2 separate regions of the Zea mays genome follow, and region 2 is linked to region 1. The links are chromatin contacts, called in public Hi-C maps. All regions are on one chromosome and are shown on one strand. The core of a region is the stretch at or near the end of the contact, and the rest is flanking DNA. Distances in the headings are between cores, read along the strand shown. Region 1 holds the start of LOC100277968. Region 2 holds the start of LOC100282376 (apospory-associated protein C).

Region 1 (6,663 bases), core at 3,480-5,979:
CGCTGTAGCAAAAACACATATCGAGCTCCATAAACCAGAAACCAGCATGGATCATATTGAAACAAAATAAAAATACACCTTGGGATTGAAAGTAACCCCTCTTGCTCTCTCTTCTTCCGATGGGCGAAAAAAAGTGTTCAGCACTGGTTCATATCATCCTCTATCTACACACCTAAACACGATGTTTGGGAGCCTCTCTATCTCTCGCGCTTACTCCTCATCTTATTGTTCTCGCTGCAATTTTTCGCTCTTTCTGACGGAAGAAGGGCAGGGGGCGGCGGACGCCTCTCTAATGGTACTGTTCGCAGGTACCTACTGTGCAGCAGTGATCGCCGACGAGGACCGGCCGGGCCATGCAGGCGGTAGCGCTCCTCCTTTGCGGGGCGGCGACGTCGGTGGCTTCTGGGCTTGAGCGGCTGCCTCGAGTTCCGATGTCAACATGTCGAACATGACCTGGACGTCCTTGTAGCCGCAAGTCTGCACGTCCTCGTTGAGCTTCAGAATGCCACCACTGCCTGGCACATGATCCACGGTGTCCAGGTGATATCCTGTCAGATGAATTGTGGTTCAAAACATATAAGTCCTGCCTGAGCAGATGCCAGGGCAGTGAAAAGGTATCATACATTTCATAAATTTCAAGCTTTTCCTTAAAATCTCAGCATATCGTACATGAAAAGGCTAATTACCAACGATAGGCGGAAAGGTGGGTACGATATACGGAGTACTTCATAGCTATTGAGCCCAAACACAGCCTCAAATGTTGTGAAGACAAAACACAAATGTTGTGAAGACAAAACAGTCCATGTACTATTTGTGTCTTTTGCTTTGGGACCTTGGCAATATCCGCTTAAAATTTCATTCGTCAGACAAACAGCAGACAAATAGGTTGGGTTTTAATCTAATGGCTAGTTTGGGAACCCAATTTTTCGAAAGGATTCATATTTTTCTAAGAAAAATTAGTTTATTTTTCTTGAAAAAATAGTAACCCTAGAAAAATGGAGTTCACAAACTAACCCTAAAAAATTAAGAAATGATATATATACTCTATAAAACTACTGCACCTTTTAGGAATTGTTTTAAAGGTTTTACCAACAAAATAAAGAAAACAGGGCTCAAATGCAAGAGGACGGCAAATCGTTGTGTTAAACTAAAAGGAATGTTATTGGAGATGACGCTTAGCTTTGCATAACTAATTCAAAAAAGTGTCTACATTCATTTCCATTGCAAAGTGTAACTCCAAAATGAAGCATAAATGAACAAAATAAGGTGGTGTGAAGCATAAATGAACAAAATAAGCTGGGGCCAAAAATGAAGAAAAAACACCAGAGATGAAACAATCCAATGGACGGCTGGGGCCTGGGAACAAAAACAGTAGAGCGTGCATATGTATAGACTGCACTGTTTACTAAGATTATAAACAGAAGCGGGTCCAGACATTTGAGATTGGGTATTCAAAAAATCAAAAGATTAAAGAAATTAATGCTCTAACATTATTTTGTGTAATATATTATTGAGAAATTACTATAAATCAGCAAAAATTTGGGTATTCAATTGAATATCCATGATACCCCAATTGAATATCCATGATACCCCTGGGACCGCTGCTGAGTATAAGACTGCCTTCAGCGATCACATAAAATAGGGGACGCGACACTGTAGATGACATTGTTGCTTGAGGCAGCCTAAGACTGTCTCCAGCAACGTCCTCTATATACATCCTATATATCCGTCATTTACAGTCTTCTCTAAAAGATTTTATCCCCTATATTTATTTCCTCTCCAACAACGTCCTCTAAATCACGTCCCCTATATGTAAATACATATATTAAAGACATTTTTTATTTTTTATTTTTTGTACATACGTGTTTGTCATACTTTCAAATGTATTGTACATATTTTAGTTTTACTAAACCGGTTGTTTAAAGTATTCAAATAGATAGAGAACCGTTTAGAGAAATTCTATATATAGAGGATCCAGCAACGTCCTCTAAATTTAGAAGACCGTTTAGATGATGCTCCTAGAGGGATCGTCCTCTAATTTTAGAGTACAGGACCCTTTAGAGCTCCTTGTTGGAGCTAGTCATAGAGGTGGGATAGGGAGGCTGTCGAAAATAATCTAAATAAAGATGCAAAATCTCATCGGTCCAACAAGAATATGCGCGTCATAAAAAACGTTGGTATGAGTCATAGCTTTTAAGAAACTTCCTGCAGATGAGTAACGCAGCTTTCACTTGGCTCACGTCGTTGGTTTCCCCAGGATGGGTCCATCAGGGACAGGATATGGATTCTGTACAACATTATGGTAAAAAATCTTCCAAGCTTGCACAGTTCCAGTGCTCCTATGGCGTTCCGCGTTCGTATCCAAGGCACAAGATATTTAAAGCCAGCACGTGGACCCAAGGCGACATTCAACGCAAGGCAGCAGCGGCCATGGTCTACCTGTGTGTGGCGCTAGAGGTCAATGGTAGCAGGGGCTTATATGTCAAGGCGGCATCATGCGGCGTGTGTACTCTGTGGGTACTGGGTAGGCACTTCCTAGTTCCGTTGTGCTGAAGAAAAAAGCACCAGAAATGAAACAATCCAATGGACGGTTGGGGACAAAAAAAATGTCATCCTAATTCCTAAATCAGGGCATATTTGGATTCGAGGATTAAAAAAAGTGACTAAAGTTTAGTCACTTATGAACTAAAAGATCTAAACAAGAAGATCTAAAAATGACTAAATTGTTATTTTGTTATCATTTTAGTCACTTTTAGCTTTTTATTTAAATCTTTATCTTCTAAGTAACTAAACTTTAGTCACTTTTTCTTTAACTCTTGTGATCTAAATATGACCTAAAGATGTAAAATCTCATCCGTCCAACAAGAATATGTGCGTAATAAAATAAGAAAGGTCGGTATGGTAATACTTCCTTCGTCTTAAAATATACTACCTTAGTTGTCGTCCCCTACTTTATTTTTAACTAAACCACAACAAATAAAAACAAACGGAAAGAGTAGTTCTTTATAATCCTCTTTTGTCCCATCCACCATCGAATGAATGATAATGAATATAGACATACATACAAACTATAATTATAATCTAAAACGAATTATATAACAAATTATATTTTGGAATGGAGTGAGTAGATTTTAAGAAACTTCCCCCATGAGTAATCATGCTCTTGGGCCATCCGCAGCTTCACTGCCGAGGTACGGTGCCCATTTGTACGGAGTAGCTTTTTGAACTGTGGTCACGACGGTCAGCTTATCCGTTTGGTTTTAATCAGTTTTTATTGTTTTTACGGTATTTTATCTCTATAAATTATATAAATTATAGTTGTAGTAGTTCGAACAACTGGATTTAATCTGGAGCTCAGTTTGGTTGGTTTCCAAAGGATGGGTCCATCTAGAATTTCTCATAGTATCTCGCTCGGGGCAGGATGTGGATTGTGGACAGAATTATGGTAAATCTTTCAAGCTTACACAGTTCCGGTGCTCCAATGGTGTGGTACGTATCTAAAGGCACAAGATATTTAAGCCAGCACATGGACCGATGGCGACATTCAACGCAAAGGCAGCGGCGGCCATGGTCCACCTGTGTGTGGCGCTAGAGGTCAATGGTAGCAGGGCTTATATGTCAAGGCAGCATCATGCGGCGTGTGTATGTGGGCCTGTGGGGACAGGGGAGGGTACGCCCCGCGTGCCTCGTGGTGAGGCCACGCGGCGCGGCGGCCATTCAAGTCGATATCGTCCAGATTTCGTGCTGCTGCTAAGCAACAAGATCCCGGGGACAGGGAGGGGATTGCCGTGCCGTCCTCTGTTCTGTTGCCCTGCAATTGAGAGCGCCAGTGCCCTGCAGGCCCCTGTTTTATGGCCTCCTCTGTACTCTGTAGTACCCATCACCAATAACCCCTTCGGTTGTTTTTAATACTCCTAAGTAATAGTAACGTGTAATAAACTCTATTACGACGCGACAGTCGCACGGAGCTCGGGGCGCGCGACCCAGCGGTCGGTCCATTGCCAGGGGCAGAGGGCCTCGGGCGGCGGCCGGACCGGCGGCGGCGGTGGGTTGAGGAGCGGAGAGCGAGGCGATCGGGAGCGCTGCCGAGCCGACGGAGGAAGACATCCGGTTGGGCGGGCGGGCAGAGTGCTCGACGTCTTGCTCCTCCGGTCGAGGTTAGGGGAGGACAAACGGCGTGACATTGGCCGATTTTCAAGGAGAACAGCATGGGTCCTACTAACGGCGACAGAGCTGTAAAAACTGAATCGCTGAAAGGGAATTCTAGAGACGAGCACGCTCTAATTCTCGAACCATGCGTGTATATGTTTGGTGGAGATGAAACCCCTGTTTCGATGAAGAGAATAAGAACAGGGTTTAAAACCAGCCCACCCACCCCCAAACAGAAACAGAACAGACACGCGATTCCAGAGCAGGACGATCTCGCCCCGATCCTCTTCACGACCACGCATACGCAGCAGAACGAAACGACAGGGGGGGTTAGGCAAGAGGAGGGGGCACGGTAATAACTGACCAGGCTTACGCGCGCGGAGCCGCGCGGCGAGGGCGGCCCAGGCGCGGCGCGCGCAGGGCACCACCTTCCTCCGCCACCACGCCGCCATCAGCGTCGACGCCCTCGCGGCCAGGCTCCTCTCCTCGCTCGCGGTGCGGGGTGAATCGTCTGCGAGGACCGAGGAGGAGTCGCAGTTTCCGCAGGCACCAGTGCGCAGGCAAGGCGGTTTTATCCGGTGGGTTTCGTTCGTTGCGGTCGGCGGGGTGTGTGGGGCAGGGTTAGGCACTTAGGCCGGCCGCTGCGGCCTGCGGGCTGTGGGGCCTGTGGCCTCCCTCGCGACGCTTGCGACCTGCCGGGTTTCCAGGTGCACGTGGTTGGCGCCTGCCGCCGTCGCGCCGACACGTACACGCTGGGGAGTGGGCGCAGCTAGTTTCCTTCGCTCCTCCCAAAATATCTCTCTCTATCACCACCACCACCACTGATGAGCGATCTGATGCTGTCCGTCCCAAATTATCTTCATGGGCGAAACCTGCTTTTCATCCGATGGCTGGCAAATGTTCTCAGGTTCATAGAGCCGAGTCCATAGACGTCATGATCCTTTGTGTCTCTACTACTTTTTTTTATTTTTACATGGACGGATAGGCGCCATGTTTACTGACCCACGCATCTGAAATTTTCACCGTGTGTACAAATGGTGTTGTAAGGACAGCTTCAATGCTCACTTATTTCTTTTCTTTATTATTAAAGCAGGAAGGAAACGGGGCATGATAGACCATCCACGTCAGTCGAATTATCTTAGGCCCTGTTTGTTTGAGATTATAATCTATATAGATTATATAATCCAATGTAAATAAGCTAGTGAGGAAACAAACAAGCAACTTATCTGATAAGATTATATAATCTAGCACTTGAGATTATGATAATCCTATAAGCTCATCAAAGGGTGCTTATTTCAGCTTATTTTTTATGAAAGACCCACTACCCATGGCAAGTTGATTAAAATTACTTCCAATTGCCATCCACCTATCCATAAGCGTTCTCACCCACCAGACAATTAAAACAATCAAGGGTATTATTATATTTGTATGCATATGAATAATAAGCCGAGTCCAAATAATCTGAGCTAACAAACAGCAGCACCTAGCTTATTTAATCCAGAGCAAATAATCCAGATTATATAATCTAAATTATATTATAGATTATATAATCTATAAGTTGAAACAAACAGGGCCTTAGTCGTTCAATCGTTGGTTCCCATGCTCTCTCGTGCGCCCATGTGTCTTATCTGGAGGCTTCTAGGTGACACTTCGTTCCTCCTCACATCCTCTCTCTCTCTTCATCCTGCGTCTCATGCGACTCACGCTCCCTCCCTCCCTCCCCAAGCATCCCTGCCCACCCACGGCTCCGGCGACAGCGGTTGCTGCTTTGGACTCCGGATCCGGCCGCCATCGCTGCAACGGTCCAGGTAAGCGGCTAATCTGCTCTGTTGTGCCCTGCTCTGCTCCTAGTCCTAGCGACGCAAGGGTTTTGGTTCAGTTTTTTTCCCTAGGGAAAAGCGAAGTGCATGAAATACAAAGATTTGGTTTGGGATTTTTTGGGCACTTCTAGTGTGTGTCATGGCATTGGAACGGAGTAAAAAGCGAGGGTTTGGTTTGGTATTTTTGGAGCACTCCTGACTTAGTGTATGTGTGGTGGTATTTTATTTCAATATCAATCCATTTGGTCCCCTATTTTCTCATGTCAGCTAAACATTTTCTCACATGGAAAAATAGGCACAAAAAATGTTACCTTCCTTGAATCGATGTTGTTTGCTTTGGTATTCGTCCGGCGCAGTTTCTAGATCTGGGCTCCGCTGGCTTCAACTCGAGATCGACTGGGAAGATCCTCTGCTGCGTTGTCTTGTCTGTGCTCATCCCTATACTGTGTAAATATGAAACAACACGTAGTGTGACATTTTTAGCTTTAAGTTTCCAGCTTGGTTTGGGATTTTTTTAGTGCACACGACGGATCCATGTATTGTGTAATATGGAATAACACGTAGTGTGACTTTTAAGCTTTTAGTTTCTGGCTTGGTTTGGGAATTTTTAAATACACAATGGTGGCTGCTGCTCTTTCCCTTCTCCTCCTCACCCTAAACCCTAATCCTATGAGGCCCTTGCAGACATTTGTTG
Region 2 (6,468 bases), core at 3,012-5,511, 370 kb before region 1:
GAAATACGGGGATAGCGTAGGGGCATCTTACTATACTTCTTGCGCTCATGGCGCTTAGAAGTAGTGGACGATTCGGAGCCAGACGTGGAGGGTGACGAAGACTCGGTCTCGTAGTAGACCACCTTCTTCATCATCTTCTTCTTCTTGTCACCCTTTCGATGTGACTTGATGGAGGAAGAGGATTCCTCCTTATACTTGTTGCCTGACTCCCTTGAGAGAGTCCTCCCCGAGCCTACGGGCTTTTTGCCGGTCATGATCTCCCTCTTGGCGTGATCTCCAGACATCACTTCGAGTTGGTTAGGCTCCAAATGAAGCACTGGCTCTGATACCAATTGAAAGTCGCCTAGCATGGGGGTGAATAGGTGAAACCTGAAATTTATAACTTTAAACACACACTAAGGTCGGGGGTTAGCGTTAGAATTAAATTCAAGTCCAAAGAGAGGGGGAAACAAATCAAACAAGAATTGAGGCGAGTGAACATGGTGATTTGTTTTACCGAGGTTCGGTTCCAAAGAACCTAATCCCCGTTGAGGAGGTCACAAAGACCGGGTCTATTTCAACCCTTTCCCTCTCTTAAACGGTCACTTAGACTGAGTGAGCCTTCTTCCTTAATCTCACGGGTCACTAAGACCCCGCAAGGACCACCACACACTTGGTGTCTCTTGCTTCGCTTATAAAGCACTTGAGAATAAGAATGGGAAAAGAAAAAGGTCAATCCAAGCGACAAGAGCAAGAAAAGAACACAAAACACCCTCTCTTAAGTCCCTAATGGAATTGAGTGGATTTGGAGGCTTAGAGAGGATTCAATCTATTTGATGTATCTTGGAGTGGAGTCTTTTGCTCTTGTATTAAATGAGATGTTTGGAATGCTTGGATGGTTATGAATGAGGTGTTTGGGGGTATTTATAGCCCCAACCACTTCCATAGCCGTTGGTGAAGGCTGCTGGCGATGGGCGCACCGGACAGTCCGGTGCGCCACCGGACAGTCCGGTGCGCCACCGGACAGTCCGGTGCGCCACCGGACAGTCCGGTGCGCCACCGGACAGTCCGGTGCGCCACCGGACACCCACTGTTTATTGTCTGGTGCTCCGCCACGTCAGCTAACCGTTAGGGTTTGGAGCTAGTCGACCGTTGGAACCTTTGTCTTCTTGTGGCACCTAGACATGGCAATGGGTACCCGCGACCCAATACCCGATGGGTATTTACTCCATTAGGGTATGTATGTGGGCTAAATATTCTACCCATGGGTCTATTATTGGGCAAAAATCTTCACCCAATGGGTAAACGAGTATTAGAACGTTCCGCCTTCACCCATACCCGTTAACCCGTCAGTATAAAATAACCAATATAAACTTAGCCCAAGCATGAACTTCCTCTCTGCTAGACACGTTAGCACATTGCTACACCCCCATTGTACACCTGGGCCTTCTCCTTACATCTATAAAAGGAAGGTCCAGGGCCCTCGTACGAGAAGGTGGCCGCGCGGGAGGACGGGCTGACGGGCAGTCTCTCTCTCCCCCCCTCTCCCTCGCGAACGCTTGTAACCCCCTACTGCAAGCGCATCCGCCCTGGGCACAAGATAACACGAGCCGTGGTTTCCCCCTTGTGTTCCATCTCGCGCCGACCCATCTGGGCTGGGACACGCAGCAATAATTTACTCGTCGGTCCAGGGACCCCCTGGGGTCGAAACGCCGACAGCTAGTGGATGACTACATTACCCGAAAGGGGCAAGGGCAGTAGGGGAGTGGTCAGTGTAGGGAGGTCCTTGGATTGATTTTGCTGAGATGGCGATCAGGCGAGGGATCCCTGCATCAGAGCTTCCTAGAAACTATAGCGGGTCCTCTAAAGCTAGTGGAACTTTGTAAAGGCCTCGTAGTGTTACCCTGCATCACCTCCTTGGTAGAGGTGTATGGGATTCATGACCCCTTGGCAGATGGGTAACAAGACTTGTGGGTAAAGATGCGCAACCTCTACAGAGTGTAAAACTAGTATATCAGCCGTGCTCACGGTCATGAGTAGCTTGGACTCTCACATGAGTAATTTATGGAACTAAATTTAATTTGTCATAAGCATTGCATCGCGGGTGTTGTTACCAATTTTGATATATTACTTATTTGGGTTGATATTTACTTATACTTAGTAACTGCTAATAAAATTTTGATCAACTTTAAAAGCAATGCTCAGCTTTAACCATCCTCTTTGGTAAGCCTTACACTTCACATGGACTCCCACCTTTGGCGAGTTCATGCACATTATTCCCCACAACTTGTTGAGTGATGAACGTATGTGAGCTCACCCTTGCTGTCTCACACACACCCCACATGTCAAGAACAGGTACCGCAAGATGAGGCACATGGAGGATGTTGCGATGTTATCGCGAGAGGTCTAGGCCGTCGTCTCCCAGTCAACTTTGGGTTGCTGGATCGTTATCTCCATATGATGTAATTATTTATTTACTCTGTACAGAACTCTGTTATATATTAATGTTGTGACATTCGTTTCTGTACCATGGGTCATCATATGTGTAAGACTTGGTCCTAGCACACCTGGTGATTATTTCGCGCCCGGGTCTTGGTACCCCCGAAACCCGAGTGTGACAAGTAGTTAACGTGTGCAGTCCACATGGCATGGTCCGTGTAAGTAACCAATGCATTACCGAGGCAAGACCATTGACTCTCTGCGCCACACATTGGCAGCCCTCATCATGACTTCTACTATTCTTGCTACAGAGATAGGCAAAGGAGACAAGCGGAGGAGATAGTACGACACCGTCCATGTACTCCCCTTACGCACGTCGACATGTCAATCTACGCCACAGCCTACACCAGAGCCTTCACCCACACGTCGACAAGACAGGGCGAAGATAAATCTGGGCAAAAAATCGGCACAGTGACCAAGAGAAGATAGCTGCTCACCGCATCGATAGATCTCAACCCATTGTTGCATGTACCGCTCCATATTATTATTTTTCCTGGGCCCACCAATTGGGGCCTAGTGTCCATGTACGTGCCTCCCTTAGGCTATAAAAGGAAGGGCACATGAGCTACATGGGGTGGGGGACATCCTCACTCAAACTTCCTCGGAGACATCTCCATCGAGACCTAGGCTTTCTCAACCTCTCAACAATACAACTTAGTGGAGTAGGTATTACGCTCCGGTGGTCCGAACCACTCTAAATCTATATGTGTTCTTGAGCTCTTATAACTCTTTGTGCTTGGTAGGTGGATACGTTAAAGGTCAAGTTGGGCATGATGAAGCTAATAATTAGCTAACTAGTTAGTTGACTAAAAAATTGCTAGTGGAATTAGCTAGCTAACTATTAACTAATTTACTAAAAATAGTTAATTGTTGAACTATTAGATAAGGTGTTTGAATGTCCCAACTAATTTTAGGTAGTGTTTGGTTGAGGAGCCAAGTAGAACGGAGCCGTTCCATCCCTTATCTAGGAACGGAGCCGCTCTGTTCTGTGTTTGGTAATCTGGAACGGAGCGGTTCTGTTTTTTTGTTTGGTTGCAGAGTGAACGGAACGGAGCGTGACTGTGAGAGTGAGATTGGAACGGAGCGGCTCCGTTCCATTGATTTTTTGGAGCGGAATGGTTCCGGATCTGAGGAGAATATTCCCTAATTGGAGTCATTCCATTCTAGTTACTTTGTAACCAAACAACAACAAAACTAGGACAGAACGGTTCCGTTCTACTTGACTCTTCAACCAAACACTACCTTAGTCACTAACTATTAGCTCTAGTGCATCCAACACCCCCTAAATTCATTTATTATGAGTATTTTTATGTGGATGGTCCATTAAAACTTTCAAGTGTCGCTTAGTCACCCAATCAATAATATAAAATATAGTTGGATACCGTCGCAACGCACGAGTATTAGACTATGCAGTATTAAGGGAGTGTTTGAATGCACTAGAGATAATAGTTAGTTGACTATAAATTGCTATTAAAATTAGCTAACTACTTATTACCGGCTAAAAGTAGCTAATAGCTGAAATATTATCTAGACTGTTTGGATGTCTCGACTAATTTAGTTCTAGTAAATTCAAACATCCCTAATAATATTATAATTTATAATTTAGTATACAGACATTTTAGATTATTTTAGATAAGTTTTGAAACACGTCAAAGTATATAATATCACAATATTACTCGGTAAAACTTTGTTCCCAAACACCTTGTCTACGGATACCGCCGGATTCTGCCGAATTCAAGAACCGGAACACAGCATCGGCACCTTCCTTCTTCTCCGTCGCGTCCCTTATAAATATCCTCGACCCTTTCCCATTTCCTCTCCCATTTATTTCCTCCGCTTCAGCTCCCATTCTCCGCCAAATAAACCCCCGAAAAGCAGGAGAGGCGAGACCCGGAAGTGGAAGGCTAGGGTTAGGGTCCCAGCTCCCCGTTGCCTGGGCGAGCCGAGTGATGGCCGCCCCTGCCCCCTCCGGCGCAGCTAGTGCCGCCGCCTCACCGTCCCCGCTGATGCAGCTGCCGTCGCCGTTCGCGGAGCTCGTCAAGGGCCCCTCCGGCCTCGAGAAGGTCGTGCTTCGCGGCGCTCGCAACTGCTGTGCCGAGGTACACGTTTTCGGCCTCGCTCACCCACTTCCTCCGATACCTCTCGTCGTTTGTATGGTTGTGCATACGACTGCAGTGTGCTTGGGCGCGTGCGGCGCAGGGCCGCGATTCGTTTCTATTTTGGCGCAGTTGGCGCAGATCCGGTGGGAATTCTGCTGATCCGCGGGGGGTTTGGCGGGAATTGATGAGGTTTTTAGTGTCCCGGACCTGTTTGGATCCTTATTAGTGCATTGCATGATCCGCGTGTTGGGGACATGGAATTCGAGGGTTTTTAGTTTTCACGCCAAGGTTTGAACCTTCCAAATATGCTTTAGGAAGCAGTATAGCGCTGGGAGGATGTGTGGTTAGTGTTTCACAGCAACCGCTAGGATTATTTATCCAACGTTTGGGTGCTGCAATACAGTGTTAAGTATTAGGAAGGTACAACTGAAGGACGTTTTAGTGGCAACACTGGATTTTATAGACTTGTAGGGGCAATTACAATTTGTTCGTATGTTGTAGTTACATTATGGGCGAAAATATTCATATATGTTGTTATTTATATCAACAAAATGATCTATCTGAATAAAATGGTTTCTTCTTAGTTGGTTTAGCTTTTTTATATGTATGAGGTGTGCATAGTTAAATCTTTTCAACCCTGTAAAATCCGCATTATAGATAAGTTGAAACGACGGTTCTGTGACTTGTTGATAGTATTTACATTCTTTTGGGTCTATCTTAAAAAGTCACTAGTATAATACCCGTGCGTTGCAACGACACAAGAACAAATATTACACTTTATCTTAGCCGAAAGGTCTAGAAAGTATGCGTTGAAAAGGAGCCTAATCCCTTTTTTATAGCTCGCTCGGTCGCTTGTTCTTTTTTAGTTAATGGAGTGGTACTATGTGGGAGCGCTACGGTGCGTGCACCGTGCAGTTTCTTGTCATGTTGGGCTTGGATGGTTTATAACGACCCATTTGCGGCGTAACGACCCACTATTGGAGACTTGGGTGGGTTTTACAACCTATCTATAGAGGGCCCACTGACAGGGAGAGTAGAATAGACCTACACGCTTCGCGTGTGACGCAGGATGACCATCGAAACTGATGCTTTAGAAGTAGAGATAATAGAATAGTGAGTACTATAGCCATTGAGTACAACATGCGACTAGTGTTATACTACCATGTCCTATGTATTTATTCTTATCATGCTTTGTTTACAATTTGGTTGTAGTATAACTAGATAATAAATTCTGTACTGTTTTTAGATTTATCTTTATGGAGGTCAAGTAACATCATGGAAGAATGACAATGGGGAAGACTTGCTTTTCCTCAGCAGCAAGGTACATGCTCTGTTGGTTGCAATTGACATATCAGTATATCAGTTATGTGGATAAAAAGTTGTGTTGGTGCATATGTCACATCCAGATATTTATCTGTTTTGGAGTTAACCTTTTCTTAACGCATGCCATCTGGTTGTCTCCTTGATTTTTGTATTGCTGCCCTTGTTATGTCGTGTTCCACTTAAATGCTGGAATAGTAGATTTATATGTCAAGTTTTGATCTGCTTAGCTTCTTTTTCCTCAAGTTGAGGTTGATTATACTTTATCATTAGTGTTAGTTTTGCTGTATTACTCAACCTGCGGGGGTAAGAGCGCCCCCATAGTATTATAGGGGTGTTTGGGACTTCTCTAGCTCCACAAAATTTAGTGGAGTTAGTGGAGCAGATCATCAGGTGTTCCAGAAAATCGTGGAGCTGGAGCTGTGAACCTTTACAATACATTTATATAAGTCATTTTATTTATTATTTAAATTAAAAATATTTTTAAAAACTATTTAAATTTATATTATAAACTACAACTCTGCGCTGGAGCTAGAATCTAGATTCCAAACACCCCCTATATTAAGAAGAC

The links. A called contact is a pair of places that touch in the nucleus more often than the background predicts.
Region 2: a contact with region 1 is called in a Hi-C map of tassel, with 2.6 times the contacts expected there. The contact joins the promoter of LOC100282376 here to the promoter of LOC100277968 in region 1. A contact is called at or near these places in 2 of 25 Hi-C or Micro-C datasets (ear and tassel).

Annotation. Positions count from the first base shown.
Region 1 is chr10:70,878,479-70,885,141 of Zm-B73-REFERENCE-NAM-5.0, reverse strand. It overlaps LOC100277968, which reads right to left and starts at 4,729. Exons shown (of 2, transcript NM_001165542.2): 1 at 4,514-4,729; 2 at 35-548. The coding sequence starts at 4,601. The coding sequence ends at 313.
Region 2 is chr10:71,250,068-71,256,535 of Zm-B73-REFERENCE-NAM-5.0, reverse strand. It overlaps LOC100282376 (apospory-associated protein C), which reads left to right and starts at 4,261. Exons shown (of 9, transcript NM_001155287.1): 1 at 4,261-4,577; 2 at 5,824-5,898. The coding sequence starts at 4,428.